Linked DNA regions of Sus scrofa: region 2 is linked to region 1. Evidence: chromatin contacts called from public HiChIP or PLAC-seq data. All regions are on one chromosome and are shown on one strand. Each heading gives the region's core, a stretch centred on a gene start, on an enhancer-like site or on the middle of the called end of the contact. The rest is flanking DNA. Distances are from core to core; before and after follow the strand shown.

Evidence for each region. HiChIP or PLAC-seq counts read pairs in DNA pulled down with a chosen protein or histone mark.
Region 2: a contact with region 1 is called in an H3K27ac HiChIP or PLAC-seq map of alveolar macrophages. The contact joins two enhancer-like sites. A contact is called at or near these places in 3 of 47 Hi-C or Micro-C datasets (alveolar macrophages, epiblast stem cells and omental adipose tissue) and 1 of 2 datasets of contacts at active chromatin or transcription factors (alveolar macrophages).

The regions. Positions count from the first base shown.
Region 1 is chr14:31,879,564-31,884,136 of Sscrofa11.1, forward strand. It overlaps RAD9B (cell cycle checkpoint control protein RAD9B), which reads left to right. Exons shown (of 11, transcript XM_013982863.2): 5 at 2,439-2,538. Among named protein-coding and RNA genes, the nearest start is that of VPS29, 12 kb to the left of the region's middle. Within about 2 kb of position 2,003, at least 3 of the 83 cell types and tissues checked have an H3K27ac peak or open chromatin away from gene starts, as enhancers often do. A contact at or near this core is called in alveolar macrophages, where this site is marked.
Region 2 is chr14:32,183,664-32,188,193 of Sscrofa11.1, forward strand. It overlaps CCDC63 (coiled-coil domain-containing protein 63), which reads left to right. Exons shown (of 13, transcript XM_021072528.1): 8 at 633-853. Among named protein-coding and RNA genes, the nearest start is that of MYL2, 28 kb to the right of the region's middle. Within about 2 kb of position 1,603, at least 2 of the 83 cell types and tissues checked have an H3K27ac peak or open chromatin away from gene starts, as enhancers often do. A contact at or near this core is called in alveolar macrophages, where this site is marked.

The DNA of each region.
Region 1 (4,573 bases), core at 753-3,252:
GGTACGGCCCTAGAAAAGACAAAAAAAAAAAAAAAGGACAGGATTCCTACTTCAAGGTTTTGAGGTTTTGTAAAAAGGCATTCTGCAGATGTGCTAATGACTTTAAACTCTCAAAACAGTGAATTTAAAGGCATTGAGAAACATTTGAATAACATAATTTGAGTAACTGATCTAAGAAAACATTTGTACAGTTTATATCAGAGAATGTTTGGCCTACAGTAAGCATTCTCTTTACTTAATCTGTTTTTTGTTTTTGTTGTTGTTTGGCCACACCTGCAGCATGTGGAAGTTCCCAGGACTGGGATCAAATCTCTGTCACAGCAGCAACCTGGTGCTGCAGTGACAACACCAGATCCTTAACCTATTGTGCCACAGGGGGCCTCCCTACTTCCTATTTTCTTATTGTTTGTCTCCCCTCACTAGAATGTAAGCTCTGTGAGGTTGGAGATTTTTGTCTGATTTGTTCTTCGCTAGTCCACAGCTCCAAAAGTAGTCCCTGTATGGTAGGTTACAGAAAAATACTTATAAATTATTTGCAGGCCCTCCCTTTGAAAGCTGAAGTACTTCCCCAACTCTCAGCTGGACTTGGACTTGCTTTGATATCAATAGAATGCATTAGAAGTGATATTATGTGGGTTCCAAGCCTAGGCCTCCAGAGACCTGTCAGTAGTTCCTGTTGTAGCTCAGCAGGTTAAGAACCCGACTAGTATCCATGAGGATGAGGGTTCGATCCCTGGCCTCTTTCAGTAGGTTAAGGATCCAGTGTTGCTGCAGGCTGCAGCATAGGTACAGATGTGGCTCGGATCCAGTGTTGCTATGGCTGTGGCATAGGCTGGCAACTGTAGCTCCAGTTTGACCCCTATCCCAGGAACTTCCATATGCCCCAAGTATGTCCCTAAAAAGCAGGAAAAAAAAAGAAAAGTATGTCAGCTTCTACTCTTAAACTAAGAATGTTTCCATCGGCCTGAAAATAAGCACAGCAAAGTGTAGACTCCTGGAAGATTGCAGACCAGGTGGTGAAAGGCCCCAGCCATCCTGCTGTTCCGGTTGTCCCAACTTTGAGGCCCCAGATGTGAAAGTGAGGCCATTCAAAATGATCCAGCCACAGTTAAGCCAGCCTTCACCAGAGGAGCCACTCAATCGTGAGAAATAACAAATGTTTGTTATTTTGAACCACTAAATTTTTGATGTGGTTTGTTATCCAGCAAAAGCCAGCTGATCAGCCTTGTACACAGCAAGTGCTCAGTAAATATTTATGAAAATAATAAATGTTGCTGTTTTTATTAATTCAGTTAAAAATAAGTTGAGAAATATTTATAGTGAATCCTTTTGCTTCTCATGGTAACATTATTATGCTGTAGAAAGTTATAGCCTACCTGAATTTTATTTCATGGGCTTTATGTTCAAACTTAGATTCAGAGGAGTTCCCGTTGTGGCTCAGAGGGTTATGAACCCAACTAGTATCCATGAGATTGTGGGTTTGATCCCTGGCCTCGATCAGTGGGTTAAGGATCCAGCGTTGCCTTGAGCTGTGGTGTAGGTCACAGATGTGGCTCAGACCCAAGTTGCTGTGGCTGTGGCATAGGCCAGCAGCTGCAGTTCCAATTCCACCCCTAGCCTGGGAACTTCCATATGCCAGAGGTGTGGCCCTAAAAAGCAAAACAAAGCAAAATACAACTTAGATTCATAAAATTTAAAAAAGAGAGAGAGGATTTCCTTTGTAGCGCGCAGCAGGTTAAGGATTTAGCATTGTCATTGCAGCAGCTCAGGTCACTGCTGTGGCACAGGTTCAACATGCCACCAATATGGCTAAAAAAAAAGAGAAAAAACAAACTTAGATTCAAAATCTAGCCATACTTGTTAAAACAGCATAGCACAGCACTTAACAGAGCTCTAGAACTATAGCTTCATCTTTTGATATTAAGTACCTACTCCACAGGGATATTGTGAGGATCAGAGGTACTGCATGTGCAATGTGTGCTGCAGTTTCTACTGCAGGACATTGGGCCATAGCTGTTGTTGCTACACACTCCTCTCTTCCTCCTCTCAGAGGAAAAGAACCCAATGATCAGGTTTTACTTTCAGAGGTTCCATCCAGAAATATCAGTCTTGGATGAAAAATACTGAAGGAGAATCATACATATATGATCTGCAGTGGGTATTTACTGTTTTACACGCAATATAAGAAATTCCCTGAAAAGAAGTGGGAGCTCTGCTACCTGATTGGTCAGAGGGTGTGACATGTTACATGGTGTCCACTAGGGAGCGATAAATACATTCATTAAGGAATAGTGCTTCTGGTAAGCTATGTGTACCTGCCAACTATTGAATATTACTTTAATTTTACTATTTTTATATGGCTGTGAAATTTAAAGCCTTTTAAACATCTGTTAATTTTGCACTTGAAATTATTAATGTATTTCCTTATTATTTTTAAGGTATTAAAAGAATTCATAATGTGTGTTTTCAAGAAAGTCAGCCTTTGCAAGTTATTTTTGAAAAGAACATGTGTACTAATATGCTAGTGATTCAACCAAGGTAATGAGCTCTCTTTTGCTTATTTTTATTCTTCTGAATATAGTCTGGTCACAGAGTAAAGAATTAATGCTCTAGAACTTTAAACTCAGTCATATGTATGTGTGTGTGTATTTCTAACATTAAATATATATATATAAGATACATGAATATATATATATAAGACATATGAATATATATATAAATATATATATATTTAACCTAACAATGGACTTACAGAAATCACCTTACAGGATCAAGAGGAAGCCTTAAGAAAGATAATAGTAAATAATGACTAATGGTAGAAATTATACTTTAGTGGTCAAGAAAGTTCTAGAAATACCCCATCAGTGGCTTTTTACATTAAGTCATTAAGAGAAAAATATATGAGCTAATAATATTTTGAATTAATATACTGCCTTCTCTCTGAGTCTTAACACACATAGCCCAAGGATATTTTAACATTTTTTATGTGAAGTGATTTTTATCCCTATTTCTGTTTTTTTTTTTCCTAGAGAAGGAGTGAAACATATTTGTCAGTGAAAGGTACTCGATTTTTCAGTTAAGCTGTAGCATTAAACATTTAACAGTAATTACTTTGTGAGCCAAAAGATCTTTTATCCTTATTGTTTTTTAAATTACGAGAAAGTATGTGTGTTCCTTGCAATATACGTAAAATTTGCGGAAGAGTGCAAAAATGAAAAATGAAAGTCTTTCTCATCTACTTGCTGTGTATATCCTACTTGACAGAGTAACACCTCATAACAAGTTGGTATATATCCTTCTGCATTTTCTGTTTATAGCCAGTCTCTCTATAACTTTCTCTCTCTCTGTAGCTATGGATATCTTTTTTTTTTCTTTCTCCCTCTCTCTCAAATTTATATCACATACTAGACACATACATACTTTTTAAAAAGAAAATGTCCTACTACTATTCTTGTCTGGCAATTTGCTTTTTTAGTTTCTGTGTCCATCTTATTCTTTTTAATGATTATATAATTTTTCATTGTGTGACTGAAATGTAATTTAGTTACCCATCACCCTATTAGTAGAAAAGTTGGTAGTTTCCAGCTTTTTGCCCTCACAAACAATGCTGTTAGTAGTGCATAGGATAGTGTATTAGTTCCTGTTTCTGTGGAGTAAATTGTCCCATAGCTTAAAGCTTTAGAAATAACCAGACATTTATTACTTCAAAATAATAAGTGTGGCTTAGCTGGGTGCTTTTAGCCCAAGGTTTCTCATGAGGTTGAAGTTAAGCCATCATCCAGGGCTGTGGTCTCATCTGAAGACTGAACTTGGGGAAATTCACTCTCAGGCTCACTGATCTGGCTGTTGGAAGGCCTCAGAAGGTCAGCTTCCAAGCTCTCTCCCATGGCTGCTTGTAGCCCTCATTTCCTTACCATGTAGGCCTCTCTGTAGGCTACCTCATTTGTCCTCACAACATAGCAACTGGTAATCTGGGCCAGGGGTTGGGGGTAGCGAGAGAGAGAGAGAGAGAGAGAGAGAGAGAGAGAGAGAGAGAGAGAGAGAGAGAGAGGGGGAAGGGGCAGTATCCTATTATGGAAGCCATAGTCTTTTTTAAAACTAATCTCAGAATTGACATTTCATCACTTTTTCTTTATTAAATGAGAATCTGTAAGTGCAGACCATACTCTAGGGGCAGGGGATTATATAAGGGTATGAATACCAGGCAGTGGGGATCATTAGGGGCCATTTTATAGGCTGCCTAACACGGAGTTCTAAAAATGAAATTGCTGGGTCAAAGGCTTATACAAATTTTAAATTTGCAGAGTTCCCGTTGTGGCGCAGTGGTTAATAAATCCGACTAGGAACCATGAGGTTGCAGGTTCGGTCCCTGCCCTTGCTCAGTGGGTTAAGGATCTGGCGTTGCCGTGAGCTGTGGTGTAGGTTGCAGACGCAGCTCGGATCTTGCGTTGCTATGGCTCTGGCGTAGGCCGGTGGCTCCAGCTCCGATTCGACCCCTAGCCTGGGAACCTCCATATGCCGCGGGAGCGGCCCAAGAAATAGCTAAAAAGACAAAAAAAAAAAAAAAAAATTT
Region 2 (4,530 bases), core at 353-2,852, 300 kb after region 1:
ATAAGGAGGTCACGTGGCCAGATGTGCCTAGGAAGATCTAGAAAGATCCTTCTGATTGCTCTGTGGAGGCCCAATCAGAGAGATAAGACTGGGTTCAAGAGAGATGGGCCTATTGCAGGTATCAGGCTGGAGAGCAAGTCTTGGAGAACTTTCATGGTTCTAATTCCTTGCATTTGCCAAACTCTGAGTCTGCCTAAGGCCCTCTGCCAACAGGGCTTCCTTGACCTTCATCTTGCTCAAATGTCACCTCCTTCAAGAGGGCTTCCCCAGCCACCAAGCTCCCCCATCACAGCACATGTTACATCTCCTCCATGTCCTAGGCCACAATGGTAATTATTGGATTTCTTTTTCTGTTTACTTGAATATCTCTCTCTCTCTGTTCTCTTTGTGGCTGGTTCCTCTGCCAAAAGCTCCATGGAGCAGGGATTTTTTATCTACAGAGCCCAGCACAATGTCTGGCACAGAGCAGGTGCTCAATTTGATACTTGTGAAGTGGGACTAAGGAGGGGAGGTCCCGCTCCATCTCTTGGGAAAGTTTAGCCCCCTCCCCAAGGGGCATGCATACCTCCACCGGGCATGGCTCTGAGCAGCTTCCCTTTCACACTCATGGTGGCCAGCTCTTCCTTTTCCAGCTCTCAAGTCAAAGAAGCACAGGAAGAAGAACAAGGGTGAGAGTTTTGAGAGCTACGAAGTGGCTCATCTCCGGCTGCTGAAGCTGATTGAGAATGGGAACCTGAATCAGCTCATTGAAGAGTTTCTGGCCAAGGAGGAGAAGAACTTCGCTCGGTTCACGTATGTGACGGAGCTCAACAATGACATGGAGACCATGCACAAGAAGACCGAGAGAATCCAGGTTGGGGCACCTCTTCTTTCCCAGGCCTGGGCCCGCCAGCTTCCACAGTGGTCTTCCCCAAATTGGGTTTCTCAGAACATCTTTGAGATGCTCTGAAGAAAAAAAGGGCCTCAAGTCACAAGAGTTTGGGAAACACTATATTCCATGGCATATTTTATAATCCACAGTTTGGTAAACGATATCCATGGCCAGATATGGCCCTTGGCCTGTTTTTGTCTAGTTCATGAGCTAAGAATAGTTTTTGAAGAGTTTAAGGGAAAAAAAAAGGAGTATGCAGGACAGACCACACGTGGCCTATGTAGCCCAAAATATCGACTATCTGGCCTTTGCCATCAAAGCTTGCTGACCCTTATTAAAAAACAGCTTCACAGAATTGAGGAGAGATGGTAAATTGATCTTGGAGAGAGCTGATGTTTTCGAGCATAGAAAAGACTCTGACAAGTCCTGTAGTACAGAAACCATTTACCTTTGTTGAACTCATAATTTCCCAAACTTAATTGGCTCCGCAGGCTACTTACTCCCCAGAACACACATAAACAGCCTTTGGAACTATGCACGGTAGAGAGTCTAAACCCCTTAGTGTGACATTCCAGTAACTTCAAAATTTGACTTTGACCTGCCGCTGCAGGCTCAGCTCCCATCAGGACCCCCAAGGCACTCTTGGCAGCTGCCAGTCCCAGCTGTCCCTGCATCTTCCTCCTCTGAGGCTTTCCTCGTGCTTCTTCCTCCCCCCAACCCCGGCTTTTCTTCTGATGCAATACCGCTCATTAGTCCTAATGCTGCACAAATGTCACTTCCTCTGGGAGTTCACTACTCTTCCCTCTGAGGTCCCTGTGCTCTGTTTATCTGACCAGGGGAGCCCTTCCTTCTGCAGTGTCACCATTTCCTAAATGTGGGGCCATGTGCAAGTAGACAGTAGCTAGCATATAGGTGAAACATTTTAATTTACTAGTAATGAATTCATTGTAATGAGGATTAGGAAAAACATAGCTACCAGAGCATTGTGATTCAATGGATAGGATTCCTTAGGGTGATAAATAATAGTAATAACAATAAACAAATAATGATAAACATAATAAGCAAAATTTGGTCAATTTAAAACTACTACTAATAATAGTGATAGGTAATAATTATACAGGTGGTAATGTGGAAACGGAGATGGTTGTATCAGTTACTGGGACTGTCAAAGGAGATAGATGGCATGCCCAAAATGGGTAAATTGAAGTGAGTTTTTAATTTTAATTTTTATTTATTTTTGCTTTTTAGGGCTGCCCCTGCGGCATATGGAAGTTCCCAGGCTAGGGGTTGAATCAGAGCTGTAGCTGCTGGCCTACACCACAGCCACAGCAACGCCAGATCTGAGCTGCGTCTGCGACCTACACTACAGCTCATGGCAATGCTAGATCCTTAACCCACTGAGTGAGGCCAGGGATTGAACCCATATCCTCATGGATGCTAGTCGGTTTCGTTAACCACTAAGCCACGAAGGGAACTCCTGAGGGGAGGCTTTGTTTTTGTTTTGTTTTTAAGGGACTATTTACAAAGGTCTAAGGGAATTAAGAAGGGAGAATGCAGAACAGCACAGCTGAGCTCCAGAATGGCTGAGGGGAGGGAGCAGTTTCTGGCCTCAGGAGACAGGTGTGTGGGAAAGGCTGTCTGTCCTTCCTGGAGGCCTGTGGCCAAACTAGTGACCAGCCAAGATGGAGGGCAAGTTCTCCCAACCCCACTGTCCAGTCCAGTCTCCAGCCAGGGTCTGCCCTTGGCTGGGCCCAACCTGAGCCAGAGAGCGAGGGGGAAAGGAGCCTGAATGGCCCTCTGTCTCTCTTCTGGAAGCTGATCTTCCAGAGGTTTGGCATATACCTTCTGCATACCCAGAGCACAGAGGAGGCACCAGGAAATGGTTCTCCAACAGTAATTGACCTTGGCCTTCCCAGTCACCTTGAGGCATGTTCCCTCCTTTCTCCTTCAGCCCCAGCCTGTCTCTGGTGTGAGGACAAGTATGTCTGAGGAAGGATGGATAAACTCTCACCATCTCTGTGCCTCAGTCTCCCCATCTGTAGAATGACATACTTGGACCAGAGCAGTAGTTTCTAAACTTTGATTAGAAAGCTACAAAACTTTTCTTTCAACCCAGGTTATGGGGAAACACCACTATGTAAAACAGATGAAATGGAGTGGTTCTGGAGAAGGGTAGAGGTGGGATGGGTGATGGGAGAGAATGTCTAGGACATTTTTTGCCGCCTTGTGGCAATTTTTTTTTTTTTGTCTTTTTGCCTTTTCTAGGGCTGCTCCTGTGGTATATGGAGGTTCCCAGGCTAGGGGTATAATCGGAGCTGTAGCCACTGGCCTACGCCACAGCCACAGCAACAACGCAGGATCCAAGCCCCTTCCGTGACCTACACCACAGCTCACGGCAACGCCAGATCCTTAACCCACTGAGCAAGGCCAGGGATGGAACCTGCAACCTCATGGTTCCTAGTCAGATTCGTTAACCACTGAGCCACAACGGGAACTCACTTGTGGCACTTCTGCTCAAGCTAAGGTTCAGATTTTTTTTTTTAAGTTAAAAACAATTAGGATTATAACATCTGACTTCATCCCCACCTAGAGGGCTAGGATCAGATGTCATGAACTGGGTGAATGTAGCCTCTGTTCTGCTGCTTGGTCTCCCTCATAACCCAAATTTTAAAATTAATATGTTGCCCACATTTAAAAATCAGGATATTTCTGGTTTCCCTTGGAAAATCAGATCTGACGACTCCGAGGAAGCTGAGTGCCTGCTGCTTCTGTAAACCCAGCCGGCCATGCTCGCCCTCACTCCCCCAGACCAGCTGGGTCCAATTTGCTCTGAGGCAGCCAGTGGAGCCTAGTTGGGACTTCCTGTTTAAGCGCATCACCACTGCCCTCTGGTTGCCATCATCAGTATTGTGGGGAAGGTTTTTGCAGCCCAAAAGAGCTAAAGGAAAGGATGAAAGGATGAAGTGGGCAGGACCAGTGGGCAGGATCCTGAATTCTCATTTTCCAGGAGGGAGCATCTTACTAATCCCAGTGGGATGACAGAGAAAAGCCATAGCAGAAACTTGGGACGACCTCAGTCAAAAACCGACCCCACCAGGAAATGGTTCCTGAACAGAATTGACCTTGATCTTTCTCATTCACCCATGAGGTACTCTCTCTCTGGCCTTAGGGTGAGTGCGCCTGATGAAGGATGGACAAATACCTGCCTCTTCTGGGCTTCAGGTTTCCCATCTTTAGAACAATATTTGCACCAGAACAGTAACTTCGGGAGTTCCCATTGTGGCTCAGTGGTAATGAACCCCACTAGTATCCAGGAGGATGTGGGTTTGATCCCTAGCCTTGCTCAGTGGGTTAAGGATCCAGTGTTGCTGTGACCTGTGGTATAGGTTGCAGATGTGGCTCAGATTTGGCGTTGCTGTGGCTGTAGTGTAGGCCTGCAGCTGCAGCTGCAGCTCCAATTCAACCCCTAGCCTGGGAACTTCCATATGCCACGAGTGCAGCCCTAAAAAGCAAAACAAGCAAAACACACACACACACACACACACCCCACTTCTGAGCTCTTTTTTTAAAGTTATAGAACTCTGCTTTGGGGGCTTAAATAGAGTTGCAAATGCCTATTGAATGCATCTCAAAAACACTGATTTCCAAAGGGAAATATT